Linked DNA regions of Pan troglodytes: region 1 is linked to region 2. Evidence: chromatin contacts called from public HiChIP or PLAC-seq data. All regions are on one chromosome and are shown on one strand. The core of a region is the stretch at or near the end of the contact, and the rest is flanking DNA. Distances in the headings are between cores, read along the strand shown.

Region 1 (6,515 bases), core at 2,219-4,718, 460 kb after region 2:
AATTAAGTCATAATAAAGGCATGTAGGAAGTTTAGAAAATACAGATGGGGAATAAAATGAAAGTAGGCAATAGCAATAAAAGGCAGCAATATGAAAACAGATATGACACAAATTAGAAGGTATTTTACAAACGGTTAAATAAATTCTACACTATAACTGGGTCTCCCAAATTCCTCTTGAATGGTCACAGGTCTGAACTGTTTGCTGATGTACCCAGTGCTCTGGGAGTCAGGATAGCAGTGGAGAACCTGCTCCATGCAAGGCAATGCAAATCATTCCACCAAGTGTGTAATAACATGACAGAATCAGAATGCATTCATTTCTAATAATATCAGTGTGTGGCAGAAGGATGCTGGGAAGGAGAAATAAGAGTAAAATTAGAGAATTCAACTTTAGAGACACCAAATGAAAATCCGGGATTAGGTTAAACAGGCTATGAATAGTAAAAAGTCCAGAAAACATAAAATACTCAGGTACTATTAGAAGAATTTGAAAACTAAAATACAAAAGCAAAAACCCTTGTTTATAAGAAAAACATTGGCTAAAGCAAGGATGTTCTAAATTGTAAAATATTTTTCCCCTTAAACTTCAGAAAACAACAAAAAATAACAAATTTCAGGCCACTACAGGAAAATATATGGATTAGTCTAAAAAACTTGGAGGGCTTAGTATCCTTTAAGTTTTATTAAGCCCCTTTTCATTTTACTTACTGTTGGTGTTTTCACTCTGAGGATTCTGAAAATTAAAATACCAATGGGAAATGGTGATAGTGGTAGAGAAGAGGTTTAAAAAAGCAAATCTCAACTAGTCAAACGAAATTCAAAATGTGAAAAGATTCATAATAGGCTGAACATGTTGGAACACCTTACCAATTGAGGAAAAAGAGAACACATTTCAAAGAATGGTAAACTTAATTCCGACATGCAGATTTTAAAATGTTGTTGGGGATACTAAGTATAAGGAAAGTGCCATGACCCAAGGGTGCACTCAATGACAACATCACTCCCATTCAAGAGACCTCTTTTTAGCTTACAGAAATATCAGACATGTTAGGGCTTATATTCTAAAATTACACAGGCCCAATTACCTTGGGGGTTGGCTGTCACTTTATATTCTCTGAGTAGAGCTGCTGACAAGGAAAGCCAGGAGAAAAAGAAAGTCACCTCGGCACCCACAATTCAGAGAGCATTTGGGGTCACACCTGTAATCCCAGCACTTTGGGAGGCCGAGGTGGGTGGATCACTTGAGGTCAGGAGTTTCAGACCAGCCTGGCCAACATGGTGAAACCCCGCCACCACTAAAAATATAAAAATTAGCTGGGCGTGGTGGCGGGCCCCTGTAGTCCCCACTACTCGGGAGGCTGAGGCAGGAGAATCACTTGAACCCAGGAGGTGGAGGTTGCAGTGAGCCGAGATCGCACTACTGCACTCCAGCCTGGGCGACAGAGTGAGACTCCGTCTCAAAACAAAACAAACAAAGAAACAAAACAAAGAGCATTTGGGGTTCTCAGGAGGTGTAGCCTGTACACATAGAGGGTACTGGAATTGTTTAAAAAATTACACTGCAGTTTGACTTCTTTTCCATCCTCACTCCTACACCTAGGTTTAGGGGACAGAACCATCTGATAAAGATAAATCTGTTTTAAGATTTCTGGGGTGTTCTGCAAAGACTACTATATCATTTGCAAATAGGTTGTCTTTTAATAAAAATCATGCTACGTAATGTCTTCTTAATATACGCTGAACAAATTGCCTGTTTTAATTTGGCTATATATCTACAATTAAAAATGTTCATACTGTTATCTTTTACCAGTGGAGTGCTTTTTTGTTTGTTTGTTTGAAGTCTTTAGGCGAAGTGAATTTATTCAAGGAAGTTCACATGTCGGTTTTGTTCTTTTAGAGGGGTGTCTTTTTGACCACAAAGAAAAAAAAAACTTTTCCACAAATGTCATCTAACTAAAGGCAATCTATGGACTTTAGGAAGTCAGTTGAGCACACAGATTAATGAGCCAATACTGAGCCTCCTCCCTTCTGACCTCTCACCACCTGCTCAACTAAGCTCAGGGGAAACTCTTGAGTCTTCTTTTTAAATTGGTAACGCTTGCCCTTTCTTTCTCAAACAAATCAACGCCCAACACCACCACCAAATTATAGGCAACCAACGCGTATCCAACAGCATAAAATAGTTCCCAAGAGCATAAAATAGTTCCCAACAGCGCCAGCGCAGGGGGCAAAACAGAGCGACCAAATGGGGGCACCCTCAGGGGAGTTGCGCTCATCTGGAGCGAGACGCCAGCCTGGGAAAGCGGAACCCCTTTCCCGCCCCGCCCCGAGGACTCACGCTCAGGTGCAACGCCGAGACTCCCGGGGGAAAGAGAGGTGACCGTCTCGGCGCAACCGCCCACACCTCTTGCTCCAAATGACCCCAGCACACAGGGGAGGTCCTCTCAGCGTGGGACTCCGTCTCTCCCAAGGCAGGGAGCACAGCGAAGCGGCCACTCGTCTCTGCAGCCGCGCTACCGGCCCGCAGCCTGGCTCGCAGGTGAGGCGTGAACAAGTAACCGCACCTGCTCGGCCAGCCCCACCTGCTGCGTCCCCGTATCCGGTCCTCCTCCTCCACCACCTCGGTCGGCGCGGCTCGCCCTCCTGGAACCGGGGTGTCACGCTCCGACCTACCTGCGCGACTCCAGCCCCGGACGCCCGCGCTCCCCGCGGCGTGCTCCTGGGCCGCTCCGGGCGGGCAGGCTGCGGCCCCGCGCCCGCACTTTCCCGGCTGCCGGAGGCTGCGGGCTCAGCGGGAAGCCCCGGCGCTGTCCGGTTCGCCGCCTCCGACAGGCTCCATTGTGACGCGACGCGTTCCGCTGGCCAATGGGCGCGCGGCGGCGCGAACCGCTGACTAAGTTCGCGGGTGGAGGAGGAGGGGACGGGGCGGAGGCAGGGCGCGGAGGCGGCTACCACGGTGGTGGCGGTAGCAGTGGCGGAGGAGGAGGAGGAGGAGGAAGAGGAGGAAGAGGCTGCAGTCGCTTCGGTAGCTGCTCCTGCTGTGAATTTTTCAGCTGCCTGGGCCTGAGTGTTTGCCCAGCTCTGGGGCTGCGGGAGCCGGTGACTCACCTATCACTGCTGGAAACAAAGCGCAGCTGCCATCTCCCCGAGCGCGCCATGTGGCCATCGCTGCCCCCTCGCCCAGCCTGGGGTCCGCAGGAGGTAGCGCACAGCCATACGCCCCGCGGAGCAGCTGGAAAGAGCGGGGACTGCTTTCCAGATGCGGGAGGGAAATGGGCTTCGGCGTGTCCCCCAGGCGCGCCACACCGGTGACTTCGGCAGTACACCGCGTGTGTCGGGCCCCAGCCTTCTCACGTGTGCGCCCCTGAGTAACTTGGCATTTATATAACGCGTGTTGGGCCCTGAGGGAAAGGTCGGGTGCAGCACGCGGGAACCTCCTCTTCGAAAAGGAAGTCCCCTTACTTTTCTTTACCCTGCTTAGAAAGATTGCAGGGCCCAGCCCCTGTGAGGGAGGGTTTACAGTTGTACCAGCTAAGCGGCTTAAGTTCGATTCTGGCCCTCCAATACCATTGGCTTCTCTCAAATGTCGTTATCCTCAGGATAGGGAGGGGACCACATGGCCGAGGGGCTGTCCCTATACTCATAACCTGCCTTTCACTGCGATTTAACTGCAGAGACACCTCAACTACTGCCCGCTTGCTGCTCTCCCAAGTGGCACTGCATTTGAAGGCCAACAATATTCCTTACGAAACAGAATTAATCCAAACCCACAAATTCTAGGGACATAAATATTTTTATCATCCTCATCCATTTCCCCACTCTCACCCTTACCCCAGTTTTAACTCAGTCTCTGCCCTGGCTATTATCTTGAGCATACTGATTCAATTAGGCAAGATTTATATCTTTTAGTTGCTATGGTGATGACATCTCCATTTAAAAAAAGAAAGAAAAAACAAGTTTGTACCAGCATCTCCCAAAGGAATAAAATGAAGACGAACAGACTCAGCATTTGGGGCATCTGAGCAGTTTGTGTAAATGGGAGTATAGCAAATGCACTATCGAGTTAATATGAGACAAGAGTTGTGTCTCAGACTGTTCAGATGAGGACTACAATTTGAGTCACCCTGAAAGGGAAAAAGAAGGCTGTCTTTGTGTCACTGATCTGTTCTTTTCTTGTTCACTCAGTCCATTCTGGAACTGCAGATATCTTTTTTCTGAGTCTTGAAGGAAAAGCTGAAAGAACATTTCTTCACTTGGTCATTCGATAAATTTTTATTGAGTTTATATGTGTGAGACACTGGGTATGCACAGATCTACAAGTCTAATTTAAATTTAGGGTTGATCCTTACAGGAGTATCTGAAATTCTCTCAGGGACTTTCTGATTAATTATTTTTGGTAGAAGAAAATTCTAAAAGACTCTGTCACTACTTTCACAGCCAGATTTACCCAAGTCTAAAATAGTGATTAAAAATTCCGTCGTGGATTTTAAGCACCAAAAAAATGACAGGCAGGTCTCAATCGTTTTAGAGGTTTGTTTTGCCAAGGTTAAGGACATTCCCCAGGAGAAAGCACAAATACAGGAACATCTGTGATCTGTGCCTTTTGCAAAGAGAGTTTTTGAGGACTTCGGTATTTAAAGGGGAAAGAGCCAGCAGGAGGGGAAGGAGAAAAGAAAGAAAAAAAAGGGAAATGGGAAGGTAGGCAATGAGGGAAGAAGTTACATTCTTGTGAGGCTTTGATTAGTGCCCAGTGAATTCACATTATGCGTGTGAAGAGTGGGTAGAGGAATACTGATTATGTGTTCCTCTCATGCTCAGTAAATCTACATTTTACATAAGATAAATGTGAAAATAGGGGGAAAGTCAATTATGAATTTGTCTTGGGGTGGGCAGAGGGATGATTTCCAAGTCTTGTCCTTATACCATACATATGAAGATGAGCTGTTATTGTCAGAGTGAGATTCAACAGAACTGTATTTTAGGGCTCATTTATAGGAGGGATATGCATTCTGAAAGATTTAGGGACCCACAAGGCATTTCACTGTAAGCAATTTGTGAGGGAGGCTATCTGGGGAGATATGTGGCCTTCTATTGTTGCAGCTACCTGGTAACAACAGAAGGCAGGTTTTTAAAATTTTTTTATTTTTTATTTTATTATACTTTAAGTTTTAGGGTACATGTGCACAACGTGCAGGTTAGTTACGTATGTATACACGTGCCATGTTGGTGTGCTGCACCCAGTAACTCGTCATTTAACATTAGATATATCTCCAAATGCTATCTCTTCCCCCTCCCCCCACCCCACAACAGGCCCCGGTGTGTGATGTTCCCTTTCCTGTGTCTGTGTGTTCTCATTGTTCAAGTCCCACCTATGAGTGAGAACATGCGGTGTTTGGTTTTTTGTCCTTGCTATAGTTTGCTGAGAGTGATGGTTTCCAGCTTCATCCATGTCCCTACAAAGGACATGAACTCATCCTTTTTTATGGCTGCATAGTATTCCATGGTGTATATGTGCCACATTGTTGGACATTTGGGTTGGTTCCAAGTCTTTGCTATTGTGAATAGTGCTGCAATAAACATACGTGTGCATGTGTCTTTATAGCAGCATGATTTATAATCCTTTGGGTATATACCCAGTAATGGGATGGCTGGGTCAAATGGTATTTCTAGTTCTAGATCCCTGAGGAATCGCCACACTGACTTCCACAATGGTTGAACTAGTTTACAGTCCCACCAACAGTGTATAAGTGTTCCTGTTTCTCCACATCCTCTCCAGCACTTGTTGTTTCCTGACTTTTTAATGATCACCATTCTAACTGGTATGAGATGGTATCTCATTGTGGTTTTGATTTGCATTTCTCTGATGGCCAGTGATGATGAGCATTTTTTCATGTGTCTTTTGGCTGCATAAATGTCTTCTTTTGAGAAGTGTCTGTTCATATCCTTTACCCACTTTTTGATGGGGTTGTTTGTTTTTTTCTTGTAAATTTGAGTTCATTGTAGATTCTGGATATTAGCCCTTTGTCAGATGAGTAGATTGCAAAAATTTTCTGCCAATCTGTAGGTTGCCTGTTCACTCTGATGGTAGTTTCTTTTGCTGTGCAGAAGCTCTTTAGTTTAATTAGATCCCATTTGTCAATTTTGTCTTTTGTTGCCATTGCTTTTGGTGTTTTAGACATGAAGTCCTTGCCCATGCCTGTGTCCTGAATGGTATTGCCTAGCTTTTCTTCTAGGGTTTTTGTGGTTTTAGGTCTAACATTTAAGTCTTTAATCCATCTTGAATTAATTTTTGTATAAGGTGCAAGGAAGGGATCCAGTTTCAGCTTTCTACATATGGCTAGCCAGTTTTCCCAGCACCATTTATTAAATAGGGAATCGTTTCCCCCCTTTTCTTGTTTTTGTCAGGTTTATCAAAGATCAGATGGTTGTAGATATGTGGCATTATTTCTGAGGGCTCTGTTCTGTTCCATTGGTCTATATCTCTGTTTTGGTACCAGTACCATGCTGTTTTGG
Region 2 (6,096 bases), core at 2,076-4,575:
TCATCACTCAGAATGTAGTTAGGCCCTTTGGAACACATTAAAACAATCATAATTCAAACAAAATGGACCAAAAAAAAAAAATCAAACTAATGTGAATAACCCCTAACATTTTCTGATAGCACATTCCCCAATTCAAATACTATATATAGTAAGACAATATTAACACATAAATGATATATCAAGAACCAAAACAAGGACTGAAATAGGTAGAACTGGCCTTTTACATTGATACTATATTTTTATGCGCATGAAGAGAAAAGCTGAAAGAGGATACTTACCATTAAAGCCCTGATAAGTATTCCTGCAGGCAGAGTGTGTGTAATCTATGAAGACACATTTAACAAAAAGGAATTAGTGTGATATTAGCAATAATTCAAAATTATATGCCGATCCAGTAAAAAACAAGCACAATTTTTAAAATGACATTAACCCAATTATCTGCAAAACTGAGAATAATTAAAACAAATAATTACCAATACTCCATTCCAGAAAATGTATCTCTTTTTTCTTCACTATCTCCCCAAATGGTAGGTTTATTATCCAAATTATGGTAAACATTAGTTTACAACACCTGATACATAATAACAGCCAAAAGAGGGGATTCAGCACTGATTTGTACCAAGTAACACAAAGGCAGATAGATTAAATTATGTATCAAATAATGCAAAAGCAAAGACATCTGAGAATTGTACGTAACATGAAATTTTTGCTAAGTTAATTTCTTTTACCATTTAATTTGCTCTTTAAAGATTTCAAGATCTTGGCCGGGCACGGTGGCTCACGCCTGTAATCCCAGCACTTTGGGAAGGTGAGGTGGGCGGGTCACGAGGTCAGGAGTTCGAGACCAGCCCATCCAATATGGTGAAACCCTTTCTCTACTGGAAATATAAAAATTAGCCAGGCCTGGTGGTGCGTGCCTGTAGTCCCAGCTACTAGGGAGGCTGAGGCAGAAGAATCACTTGAATCCAGGAGGCAGAGGCTGCAGTGAGCCAAGATTGCACCACTGCACTCCAGCCTGGGCGACAGAACGAGACTCTGTCTCAAAAAAAAAAAGATTTCAAGATCTTATCTGAGACATGCATATGCATATACATATATGACTGTGTTCTATATTCATCCAGAATGTGTCATCACTGAAAACCATATTGCCAATTTCCTCATCAAAACTAATTTAACAACTGTTAAATTCTTTAGTTAATTTTACAAATATATACTGAAAGAACAGAATTTAACATAGTGGTCATCTGGATACAACAGAATCCTGCTACACTATACAGGAATAGATTCATATATGGTGTTAGTCAAACTCCATCTTCCAAATACAGCAGTGGTATATTTGGGCAGTGAGACAGGGCGTATTTCATGACTAATATTGTTTAGAATTTCTATCACTGACACTGTTTAGAATTCTGGCATATGTCAATAATAGAAAGCAGACATACTACATTTTATTATTGTTTTTCAATTCTCCATAGAAATGGATTCCCTTATTGCCTTGGGTGGGGCAGTAGAAAGAACTGTTTCTACTGCCCCACCTCCACTTTGTTAGCCTCTGCTATACCTTGGGTGTTGGCATTATCATCAAACTACAGCATGAAAATACAATAATATATTTTTTATTTTCACTCCCAACTCTGGCCACTTCAAATATTCATAGTTTTTTGTTTTGTTGTTGGTTTTTTGTTTTTTGGTTTTTTTTTCAGACGAAGTTTGGCTCTTGTTGCCCAGGCTAGAGTGCAATGGCACGATCTCGGCTCACTGCAACCTTCGCCTCCCGGGTTCAAGGGATTCTTCTGCCTCCGCCTCCCAAAGTGCTGAGATTACAGGTGTGAGCCATCGTGCCCAGCCCAAATATTCATAGTTTAAAGGTATCTACATCAAAATGAGTTAAAGTCCAACCAAAACAAACAAAACCACGAGAGTGTGCTACTCTTAAGAGCTGAACTATTTCAAAGTAACTGAAAAGTATCTACAAGAGGGCTATTCCAGTCCCCTTTCACAAATCTGTACCTAGATATGAAAGCTTTAATTCTTTGTTGCATGAAATGTTATGAAAAATCAAAAGCTCATCGAGTAAGACATATGCTGAGATCACACCTCATTTAAAGATCATTTTTTTGGTGGGGTTAAAGGTTTACAGCCTACTTAGTGAACTGGTTTTACTTAAGCATGCCTGGTTACTCAGGATTAAATCCAGTTTAATCACGTAAGTCCTTTCCCATGTCTCCCTAATGTTGTCACTACATACCACTTTATCCTGACACCAATTCCAAGCAAGGTTTAAAAACAAAAGTGAAGACCAAATTAATATTACTTTGTGACCCTGTAAAAGTGGTTTAAAGAATTAGTATCTGAGACAACTGAAAAGTATTGCTAAAATACAGTTTATTTAATCCGTAAGTCAAACACTTACAAGGCTGTGTACAGGTCTAAATGTGAAGGACATTTGATGCTTGCTGTGCCAAAATTCTGATTAACTTAAATCCTATCTACACACGATCCAAAGAAAAGTGCTTTGGTTCACATAAATATTTCAAGTTAGGGATTAATAAGCAGGTAATTTTTGGTGATAAACACCCCAGTTTACTAACCAGGAAACATCTTGCTTTCCATTTTGCATAGATATTTATCTATACATATCACTTAAGGACACCCTTTCAACTCATCTTAAACCGGGACAAACAGAAACATCACTGTGAACAAGCCTCTGAAAATTCTATCTGGCAAGAAGTAACCCGAGGCTGAGGATTAACTAAACGGACGGTCTGGGTCGCTGCCCTGTGGGGCGAATGCGAGACTAGGTGGGTGAGGCCGCACTCGCCCGTTTGCCCGAGACCGGGAAGTTGGAGACGTCGGGGCAATTTCCACTACCAGGGGCCAAGGCGAGTCTGGGGCTCCAGCCCGGAGGCTCTCGCGCTCTAGGCGCGTCCTACCGGACACCGAGTTCTCTTGTCTCCGCCGGCAGCGGGCGCCGAGCGGGCCGAATCGGGGCGCGTGGGTCCCCAAAGAGGCCGACTCCGGGCGCTGGGCCCGGGGCGGGCGGGCGGCCTCCGGGCCCGCAGAACAAAGCCCACACGGCCATCTTGAGACGGTAAACAGACCCCCTGCGTAGGCCACCCCGCCTCTTGCCAGCTGCGCCGACCAGCCAGAGGCAGCGCTTACCGTCCTCGAAGTCCATGGCAGAGGCTGGGGGCCGTCGGCCTTGGCGGCGCTAGGCTGAGCTATGGCCGGCGGCGAGCGTCCGCGATCCGCGATTCCACACGATCAGTCCGCGCGACCGAGAGCGGCGCGCTACCAGCCCGGGAGCCGCAGGCCACAGCGAGGCTGGGGAGGCGGGGCCGACCGGCGCTACCAGCCCCATCGGCGCGGCCTGCTATTGGCTGACGTGGGCTGGTGGGCGGGCCCTCGCGTGGGGGGCGGGAAGCAGGTCCGCTGTCACGCTCGGAGGTGCTGACCCTCTGGAGCCGCTGAGGGGGAAGGAAGGTGAAAAAGGAGCGCTAAAGATTGGCGGGGGTTGTGGGAAAGCAAGCCGAGTGTACGGGAAGGGCCGGCTGCGGCCCGCCATGTTTGAACCTGGCAAGAGCGAAAGAAGCCGGTTGGAATGCCTTCTTCCTGCCCAAACTAATAAAACCGCATGCCTACCTTTTGCTTAGTATTGGCTAGGGATGACTAATCATAACATTTGTAAGTACTTACGGGGTTTCCTCCATGGAGACACAGAAGTCTGGGACGTTTCTAGAAGCCTGTGGCAAATTTGAAAAGCAAGATACAAAATTGCGTATGGAGTCTGATTATCGCTATGTCAATAAATTTTCTTAAAAGAAAAAGCACTGAAATAAAATGGAAATAATAATTCTTTTAAAAATTTTTAAAATTATTTTTATAGAGATGGGGGTTTTGCCATGTTGCCCAAGCAGGTCTCCAACTCCTGGACTCAAGCGATCCCCCCACCCCCAGCCCCGTCTCCGCCTCCCAAAGTGTTAGGATCACAGGCGTGAGCCAACGCGACCCGCCTGGAAAGAATTCTAAAACATGGCCTGCTTGGCCACTGCCCAGGATCTGCAAGCTGCGCGCCCACAAGTTTCGGCACCCATTTGGATTTTCACAATCGGAGATGGCAGTGGTGAAGGCATCAACATCAAAAGCTACCAGGCCTTGGTATTCTCATCCAGTATATGCAAGATACTGGCAACATTATCATCAAGCAATGGCTTGGATGCAAAGCCACCACAATGCCTACAGGAAGGCGGCGGAATCCTGTTTCAGTCTTCCATGGTTCTTCCTTCCTGCGCTTCTTCCCCAAAGCTCTTACGATAACCAGGTTGTGTATCCTCAGTCCTTCTATGACCATCATGTGGCCTAGCAGGACTCCCCCTGCAGTTCTTCACATTTCAGAGGGTCTGGGCAACATCCACATGGCAGCAGTAGGATCCAGGCATCCACAAGAGAAGACCAAGCTTTATCCAAGGAGGAAGAGATGGAGACCGAGTCAGATGCAGAGGTAGCATGTGACCTGAGCAATATGGCAATCACCGAAGAGCTCCGCCAGTACTTTGCAGAGACAGAGAAGTACAGAGAAGAACTACTGCGGCGGCAACAGCTGGATGCGGAGCGCCTGGACAGCTACGTGAACGCTGACCACGACCTGTACTGCAACACCCGCCGGTCGGTAGAGGCCCCAGCTGAGAGGCCTGTTGAGCGGCGCCAGGCCGAAATGAAGCGTTTGTACTGGGACAGCGCCGCCAAGATCCAGGCCATGGAGGCTACCGTGCAGCTGAGCTTTGACAAGCACTGTGATCCAAAGCAGCCTAATTACTGGCCGGTCATCCCCCTGAAGTTCTGAGCTCAGGGCACAGGGCACCCAGCCTCTTCCTCTTCCTCTTCCTTTTGGATACGCGCTCTTCATCTCTCCTTCTGTACATTTCTCAGGGAAAGGGGACTTTGTACTGAGGTACAGGCATGTTCACCACAGTCCCAGTGGGCCTGTCACGGGGTGGATGTACTGTGCCAGCCACTTGGAGGTCGGCAGGACATATTCTGTTGCCAACATGATAAATTTTATCCTGACATAAAATGATAATTTTGTATATATTATACTGGTTTTTTATGTTGTCGGTAACAGTTCAATTCATTAAAGTTCTTGCCTAGAGAAAAAAAAGAATTCTAAAACATGAACGATGATTCTTTTTGTGATGACTTTTTATATATACACATGATTATGTATTCTTCTATATCTCCAAATTCTTGAGCACTTTCATAATGTAAAATATATATTTGGCCTAAAACAAGATTTATTATTTATTAATGATTAGTGTTTATTAAAAGTTCTCTTTAGCCAAATATTATGTTTCATTTTCTTTGAAGATATACTTAGTGATGCGGAGGTAGGGGGCTCTCTTGGCCATTTAAGTCAGTGGTTCTTGATTGTGACTCTACTCTGGAATCCTCCAGGGCAATTTTAGTAAGTGCCAATACTCAGGTTTCACTTCAGGGGTTCTGATTTGATAATGAACCAAAACTGTCACCAATGTTTATTTTCAAGACATTTAAAAGAGATGTTATGGGACTAATTTCTCTTCTGTTTCAGTAACCTGTACTCCTTGAGAAAATGTCAAGTCTAGAAAAAATAACTTTACAGACAGGCTACGATCCAGTTCTGAATTTTAAGGTGCAAATAAAAGAGCTGTAACAGTTCACAGAGGGGTAAGATTTGTGGCAGAAGAGTCATCCAGAGCTTGAAGGATGACCTATAGAAACACACACACACATACTGGATTGTATTATTGCCACTTTGGAAACAGTGTTTGAGACATGGAGAAAGTTATTCAAACATTCAGGGATCTGGAAAAAGACAAACTGACATTGGAGCAGTTTGAACCACAGATTAAAAAACTTTTTTTTTTTTTCATAGAGCAAACGGTGGCAACAATGAGTTGATCACCAGATAGGAAACCATGAATCAAATTATTTACCTTTTTTCAGGGTCCACCCAGTTGCTGGAACCAAGTTTCAAGGAGGCAACCTCTGGAAATACAACTACAAGAAAAGCTCACAGATACACTATGTGTATTACTGTTGCCCCAGAAATGGGCAGGG

Evidence for each region. HiChIP or PLAC-seq counts read pairs in DNA pulled down with a chosen protein or histone mark.
Region 1: an H3K4me3 HiChIP or PLAC-seq map of stem cell-derived excitatory neurons shows a contact between it and region 2, with 4 times the contacts expected there. The contact joins the promoter of LOC129144050 here to the promoter of ZNF326 in region 2. A contact is called at or near these places in 1 of 7 Hi-C or Micro-C datasets (stem cell-derived neural progenitor cells) and 1 of 1 datasets of contacts at active chromatin or transcription factors (stem cell-derived excitatory neurons).

Annotation. Positions count from the first base shown.
Region 1 is chr1:141,630,407-141,636,921 of NHGRI_mPanTro3-v2.0_pri, forward strand. It overlaps LOC129144050, which reads right to left and starts at 3,469. Exons shown (of 2, transcript XM_063799818.1): 1 at 3,111-3,469. The coding sequence starts at 3,160.
Region 2 is chr1:141,170,148-141,176,243 of NHGRI_mPanTro3-v2.0_pri, forward strand. ZNF326 (zinc finger protein 326) reads right to left here and starts at 3,326. Exons shown (of 12, transcript XM_513552.9): 1 at 3,163-3,326; 2 at 279-323. The coding sequence starts at 3,178. It overlaps LOC738896 (gem-associated protein 8-like), which reads left to right and starts at 3,341. Exons shown (of 1, transcript XM_054684838.2): 1 at 3,341-5,175. The coding sequence starts at 4,478. The coding sequence ends at 4,843.